2 separate regions of the Mus musculus genome follow, and region 2 is linked to region 1. A link is a contact called in public HiChIP or PLAC-seq data. All regions are on one chromosome and are shown on one strand. Each heading gives the region's core, a stretch centred on a gene start, on an enhancer-like site or on the middle of the called end of the contact. The rest is flanking DNA. Distances are from core to core; before and after follow the strand shown. Region 1 overlaps Pappa2 (pappalysin 2). Region 2 overlaps Pappa2 (pappalysin 2).

Region 1 (2,985 bases), core at 250-2,749:
CCCGCATGAGTTGGGTGTAGCTGTCCAGGTGTATCTTTTTCAGAGCTACAAATCCAGCCACAGATGGATGCACTCCGAGTCCTAAAGCAAAGAGGGTGACATGAACAGATCTCTGTTCTTACCGATCCCATATCCCTGTCCACACTTGTACTCCACAGAATTCAGCTCTGAGGTGGGTGGTGGGCATTCTCCTTGCAGGTTTTCACACAACTTGAATTCCTGGGTCCACAACCCCTCTTTAGTGCAGAGGATGGGAATCTAGAATATCAAATATAAGAACAGAACTATTGTTATTATGTTTTCATTGTAGGATGGGAAAATGGTCTGAGTAAATGATAATATCCTTTAACTTCTGGAACTTGGGCTAAGTGATGATTAGAACAATACGGAGAGGACTGGAGAGATGGCTCAGAGCAGTTGAGAGCACTGACTGCTCTTCCAGAGGTCCTGAGTTCAATTCCCAGCAACCACATGGTGGCTCACAATCATCTGTAATGAGATCTGATGCCCTCTTCTGATGTGTCTGAAGACAGCTACAGTATATTCATATACATAAAATAAATAAATAATTCATTTTTAAAAAAAGAACAATAAGTAGAGTTAGAAATGGCAAACAGAGAAGAGAAGCAAAGGGAAGGGAAGGGAAGGGAAGGGAAGGGAAGGGAAGGGAAGGGAAGGGAAGGGAAGGGAAGGGAAGGGAAGGGAAGGGAAGGAAAGGAAAGGAAAGAAGGATGGAAGGGTAAACAAACAGGGAACCTAAGACAAGCTCTTGCTTCCATGTGAAGCAATCGTAATAAGTTTTCTATTCATGAAACTTAGCACCATTATATTCTCCTTCAGCTCTGAGGATATAATAAGATACTGACCAGAGCTGTGTATTGTAGGCTGTTTTAGGAAATTTTTTCCAGATGGTGTTGCTATGCCCTGAATTGTACATATTATCACACAAATGTTGCTTGTGGCAAATGCTGAATATTTTTTCCAAGGCAGGTTTTGTATAGTGAAAGTAATTAATAATTTTCCTAAACGTATGTCTTTGCCCCTCTACTGAAATACATATATTCCTGCTGCTTTTAAATCCTGTTTGAAATCTATTCCTTTTCTCCATATGTCTGTTGCCTGGTGTAACTCTTGGTTCACCCCAGGACCCCCCGCCCCAACAACAAAAAATAATCAAAGTATACTCTACCTAGATAAAACACAGAGAAAATTAAGAACTATAAAACCCAAGGGAGAAAATACAGATCTATCAATAACCCAGCCCTTGTCTGGCAAACCCCTTGCTGTCTTAACTAGTCAGTTCACACTGGCATGTCTGATGTCTTTGGATCTCATTTTACCACCCATTCTTTTCACATCTGTTCATGCCAAGGGTGTAGTGAAGGCCATTGAGTTTTGCCTTCAAAGTCTACTTGATTTCCTGTCTCATGTGTGTGTGTGTGTGTGTGGTACTTGCAGTGTCTAAAACAAAACTGTGTTTAGTCATACAATTATGATAAGGTTGTGGTTTTTAGTTCAGACTTGTGCCAGCATCCTAGGGAGGGTAACAGGCAAGTAGCACTTCAAGATGCTTTGCTCAGAAATTCATGTTTTTGTTTGGGACTTTGTTCTACTGCCAAAAAAAAAATAAAATAAAATTCACAGCTCCTGCATTTCTACCCAGGTAGGTCAGTCCACCAATGAGAGTTGACTGTACTGCCCAATCAGGATCCTAGAGTAGCTTGAAATGAACCCTGGTATCCTACTCACTGATTTCTTCTCCTTATCTCAAAGAACACTCTGAAATTGGAAGAGAATGCTCCAAAACACTAACACGATTAGGAACTCTCCAGGGAACAATATCAGTGCCTCTCACTAGAGCCTGGCTGCATGAAGATTTGCCTGCTGGGTTTTTAAGTTCACTTCTCAGAAATCATGTCATGGCCATGTGACAGGTGAGAGCACAGTCTCATGCAAATGAAGTTCACAGAGCCTTCCTTACCCCTTCCGTTTCCTGGTTACAGTTGAGCACACACTGGCTGTCCAGCTTGAAGCCATCAGTACATTCGTACATGCCTTCAAACACCGGAGGAGGAGGCTCACAAACCACGGGGACGCAGCTCCCTTGTTCCCAGCTTCCATCATCCAGGCACTGGATCTTCAGGAACTTGCTAATAAGACATGAAACCAAACAGCCCATAAGGAAAGACTGGACCCTCAGAAATGTGTGACAAACATTAGCAAACCCGACCAGTGACATGGCTCAGAGGATAAAGGTGGCAAGCCTGAAGACCTGAACTGAACCCCTGGAACCTATGTGCTAGAAGGACCACACACTCACACACTACACACACACACACACACACACACACACACACACACACACACACACAGAGAGAGAGAGAGAGAGAGAGAGACAGAGAGAGAGAGAGAGATATGCCCATTAATGCACTCATGTGCACAAAAATAAACAAAATAAAAAGGGAGAGTAATAGGTTCTATTTAGTCAAACGTCCCATTGTGGGCCATGAAATTGAAATGTCTTTATTGTGGTTAGCAGTGTTAGGAGTTTTTGTATACTTGACTTGCTACTTCCAAGAGAGTGGGTAAATAACATCAACTGGACTGTTTACAGGCAAAGTTTCACATATTAGCACATTGGGAGACATCATATAGTTCAGAGAACAGCCGAGCTGTCACACTCAGGGGACGAATCAGATATAACTTGAAGAGAGCCTGATCTGTGGGGTTACATTTGCTGAAGCTGTTAATAGCCATTGCTTCTTTGAGGAGAGTTACTGTTCTGAAATAGAGGCTCACCTGACCTTCAAAGGACAATCTCTTCCTGAGTTTACTAGCCCTGTTTTGTTTGAGTACATGTTGATCCCCCACCCCCTTGGAATAGGTTCCCACCTTTCACTTGATCCTTGAGTGGGTATGACTTAAGATTGTCTTAGAAGAACTGTCCCTCCATCTTAGGTCCAGACATGGCCCCTGACCAGAGAG
Region 2 (2,723 bases), core at 174-2,673, 180 kb after region 1:
AAGCTGATCACCCAATGGCTGGGCAGAAGAGAGAATAGGGCGGGACTTCCACCAGGCAGGGAAAGGGGGTGGGGGTGGAGGGAGGGGGGTGGGTGAAGGGGAAGATTGAGCCTTCGGGAAGAAGAGGAAGGAGTTTATAGAGTTTGGCTGGAGAGTGGAAGACCCTATGTGCCATTATTATGGGGATTAAGATAGAGTGCCCAGGTATTGAAGTGAAGCTTTAAAATAAATCTTGGTCTGTGTCATTGTTGGGGAACTAGTTAGGATAAAGAAATGCAGCGCCATATTAAATTACAGTATAGATTTAAATTAAAATTAACATGTATAAATGTTAAAATTTATAAATGTTAAAATTAACATTTATAAAAAGCCTGTCACCAGACTGTGAGCATCTTGTAGGCACCGCTCTTACTTATTCTTAACTCTCTAGAACGGGTAATAATATCTGGTACTTTGCCTAATAGATGCTCAATAAATGTTGAACAAATGAATGGATGAATGAATGAATGAGCATGTATAATACCAAACTACTTTCATAATCTGCTTCAGATGTACAGAAAGTTCTTGAATAAAAGAGGAAAGTGTACAGTTGTTGGCTAAGGGTGGAGTGTCCAATCAGTGTTAAAGCTCGTTGATTTCACCTAGAATCAGTTGCCTGGACTTCCCAACTAGACATGAGTCACAACTACTGACCTTGCTCTCCCAACTGGTTGTCATGGCAATGCTTCAACTTCCAAATGCTCTGAAGCTTTGCAAGCAGTTGCTATATTGTATGTCTGAGAAGAACCACTTTACCCCATCACTCACTTCTGAGTCATAGAGAAAACGGTTCCTGTTTGCCCTGAATTTTACTTCCTAACTGTTTTCTTTCCTCCTTCTTCTTCTTCTTTTTTTAAGTAAGATTGTTTTAAAGCAGGTAGTAAACACGGGAAGTGAAGAATGTTGTTGTTTTGAGGGACACATATTTGGCAAAGAAATATGCTCTCTGGAAGGTACAGGGTGAGGGTGTATGTGAGGTGAACAGAAACAGATTTGACAAGGCCCCGGAGTAACCTAGCTCCAGGGCCTCAAGGGCAGAATCATGAGATTTATGTACTTATTTGTGACATCAGGAACTCAAGCTCCTGAACATGCAGGGTGTATGGGCTCGGGATCCAAGTGAAGGTGTTGCTGCACCCTCCTTCTCCTCTCCGTCCTCCTCCTCCTTCCCCCTTCCTCCTCCTCCTCCTTCCCCCTTTGCCCTTCCTCCTCCTCCTCCTTCCCCCCTCCTCCTCGTCCTCCTTCCCCCTTCCTCCTCCTCTTCCTCCTCTCCCTAAATGTGGATCGAATAAGGTATTTATTTGGTCTCTGCAAGGCCTGAACTAAAACAGGAAAGAGATGGAGCCAGACCTCCTGGCATGCACATCCTGAATGAATCAGATGGCCAGCCCCAGAGGAACAAGGAAAGGTGCATGAGGGAGAAGGCAGGGGTGAGAAAGAATGAAGTGTTGCTGGTTACAGGCAAATAGTTGCATTTGCCAGAGCTGATTCCTACTTTTCACAGCTCTGACTCTGTTACTCCTAGCAACCTGTGCTCCATGCTAGGACCGACATCCAAAGTTCTCTGGAGTTTTCATCTCATCCTTGAGGCCTGGGAGAGATCATGCCTCACAGAGGACTGAGGCTACTCCAATGCCACCTGAATCCAGAAGGCTCGATTGCCGTGATGCCTGTCTGAGACCAAACAGAGCCTACGAGAGCTCTTTCCCTCAACAAGGTTAGGCAATAGCACGCATCAGGTACTAAGGCAGAAGTGCAGTGAATGGGATGATCACCCTACCGTAGTTCTCAGAGGAAATCCATCTGCCTCCAACCCACACTAGGCTACTAGATGATTTCAGAGTCTCAGGTAGAAAGCTGTGAGTCAGATGCTGAGCCTTGACCAGACCAGGTTCAAGTGCCCAGCTAGCACAAAACCCTGAAAACATCATTGTACTCTAAGGGAGCCACATGAACTACATCTTCCTGCTTTCTCTCTTTTGTGATGCTTCAGAATCTAATGTCCCGCTAAAGTGGCTTAGCGTTCCCCAGAAACCTGTTGCTTAGAGCTTATCTGGTAGAGCACTATAGATAAGCATGGATTTTTGTGGATCATGTGGAATGAAGAAACAAGGCCAGAAGAATGGTAGAGGAAGCATGGCCTTCAGGATGAACACTCGACACCGAAGCTCTGCAAACAATTACCGAGGAGCAAAGCCCAGCATGACACTTGCTTTGATAAAGTTTTATTGGAACACAGCCTACCAATGTGGTCGTGCATCAACTGTGGCAATGTGCACATACTAACAGCAGAGTTTAGGAGTTGCATCATGAGCTCTATATGGCCTACAAAGCCTGAACTACTTAGCATCTGTTCTTTTGCAGAAAAAAAAAAATCTGTCACACACTGTCCTATGCTTATAAATCTGGAGTCCTGTAAGTGTGCGATGGTGCACATGCAGCGGCAGCCATGGCAGCAGCAGCAGCAGCAGCAGCAGCAGCAGCAGCAGCAGCAGCAGCAGCAGCAGCAGCATCTAAGCTGAGCAGCTTGTTACACATGCCGTCCCACGTGTCTCCAGAAAAACGGAATACAAATCCTCATTTGGGTAACAGAGTGGTATAAGAGCAGATGCCCAGAGTAGGGTTAAATAGGAAAGATTTTATTCAATGAAAGAAACTCTGAGCAAAAATATGGAAAGAGTTAG

What was found. HiChIP or PLAC-seq counts read pairs in DNA pulled down with a chosen protein or histone mark.
Region 2: an H3K27ac HiChIP or PLAC-seq map of the NIH/3T3 cell line shows a contact between it and region 1, with 3 times the contacts expected there. The contact joins two enhancer-like sites. A contact is called at or near these places in 1 of 39 promoter capture datasets (the SN4741 cell line), 2 of 115 datasets of contacts at active chromatin or transcription factors (the NIH/3T3 cell line and fibro-adipogenic progenitors) and 1 of 9 other capture datasets (macrophages).

Annotation. Positions count from the first base shown.
Region 1 is chr1:158,762,947-158,765,931 of GRCm38.p6, forward strand. It overlaps Pappa2 (pappalysin 2), which reads right to left. Exons shown (of 23, transcript NM_001085376.3): 18 at 1,982-2,150; 19 at 123-258. Among named protein-coding and RNA genes, the nearest start is that of Pappa2, 190 kb to the right of the region's middle. Within about 2 kb of position 1,500, at least 16 of the 459 cell types and tissues checked have an H3K27ac peak or open chromatin away from gene starts, as enhancers often do. A contact at or near this core is called in the NIH/3T3 cell line, where this site is marked.
Region 2 is chr1:158,947,473-158,950,195 of GRCm38.p6, forward strand. All of the region lies in intron 2 of Pappa2 (pappalysin 2), which reads right to left. Among named protein-coding and RNA genes, the nearest start is that of Pappa2, 9.3 kb to the right of the region's middle. Within about 2 kb of position 1,424, at least 36 of the 459 cell types and tissues checked have an H3K27ac peak or open chromatin away from gene starts, as enhancers often do. A contact at or near this core is called in the NIH/3T3 cell line, where this site is marked.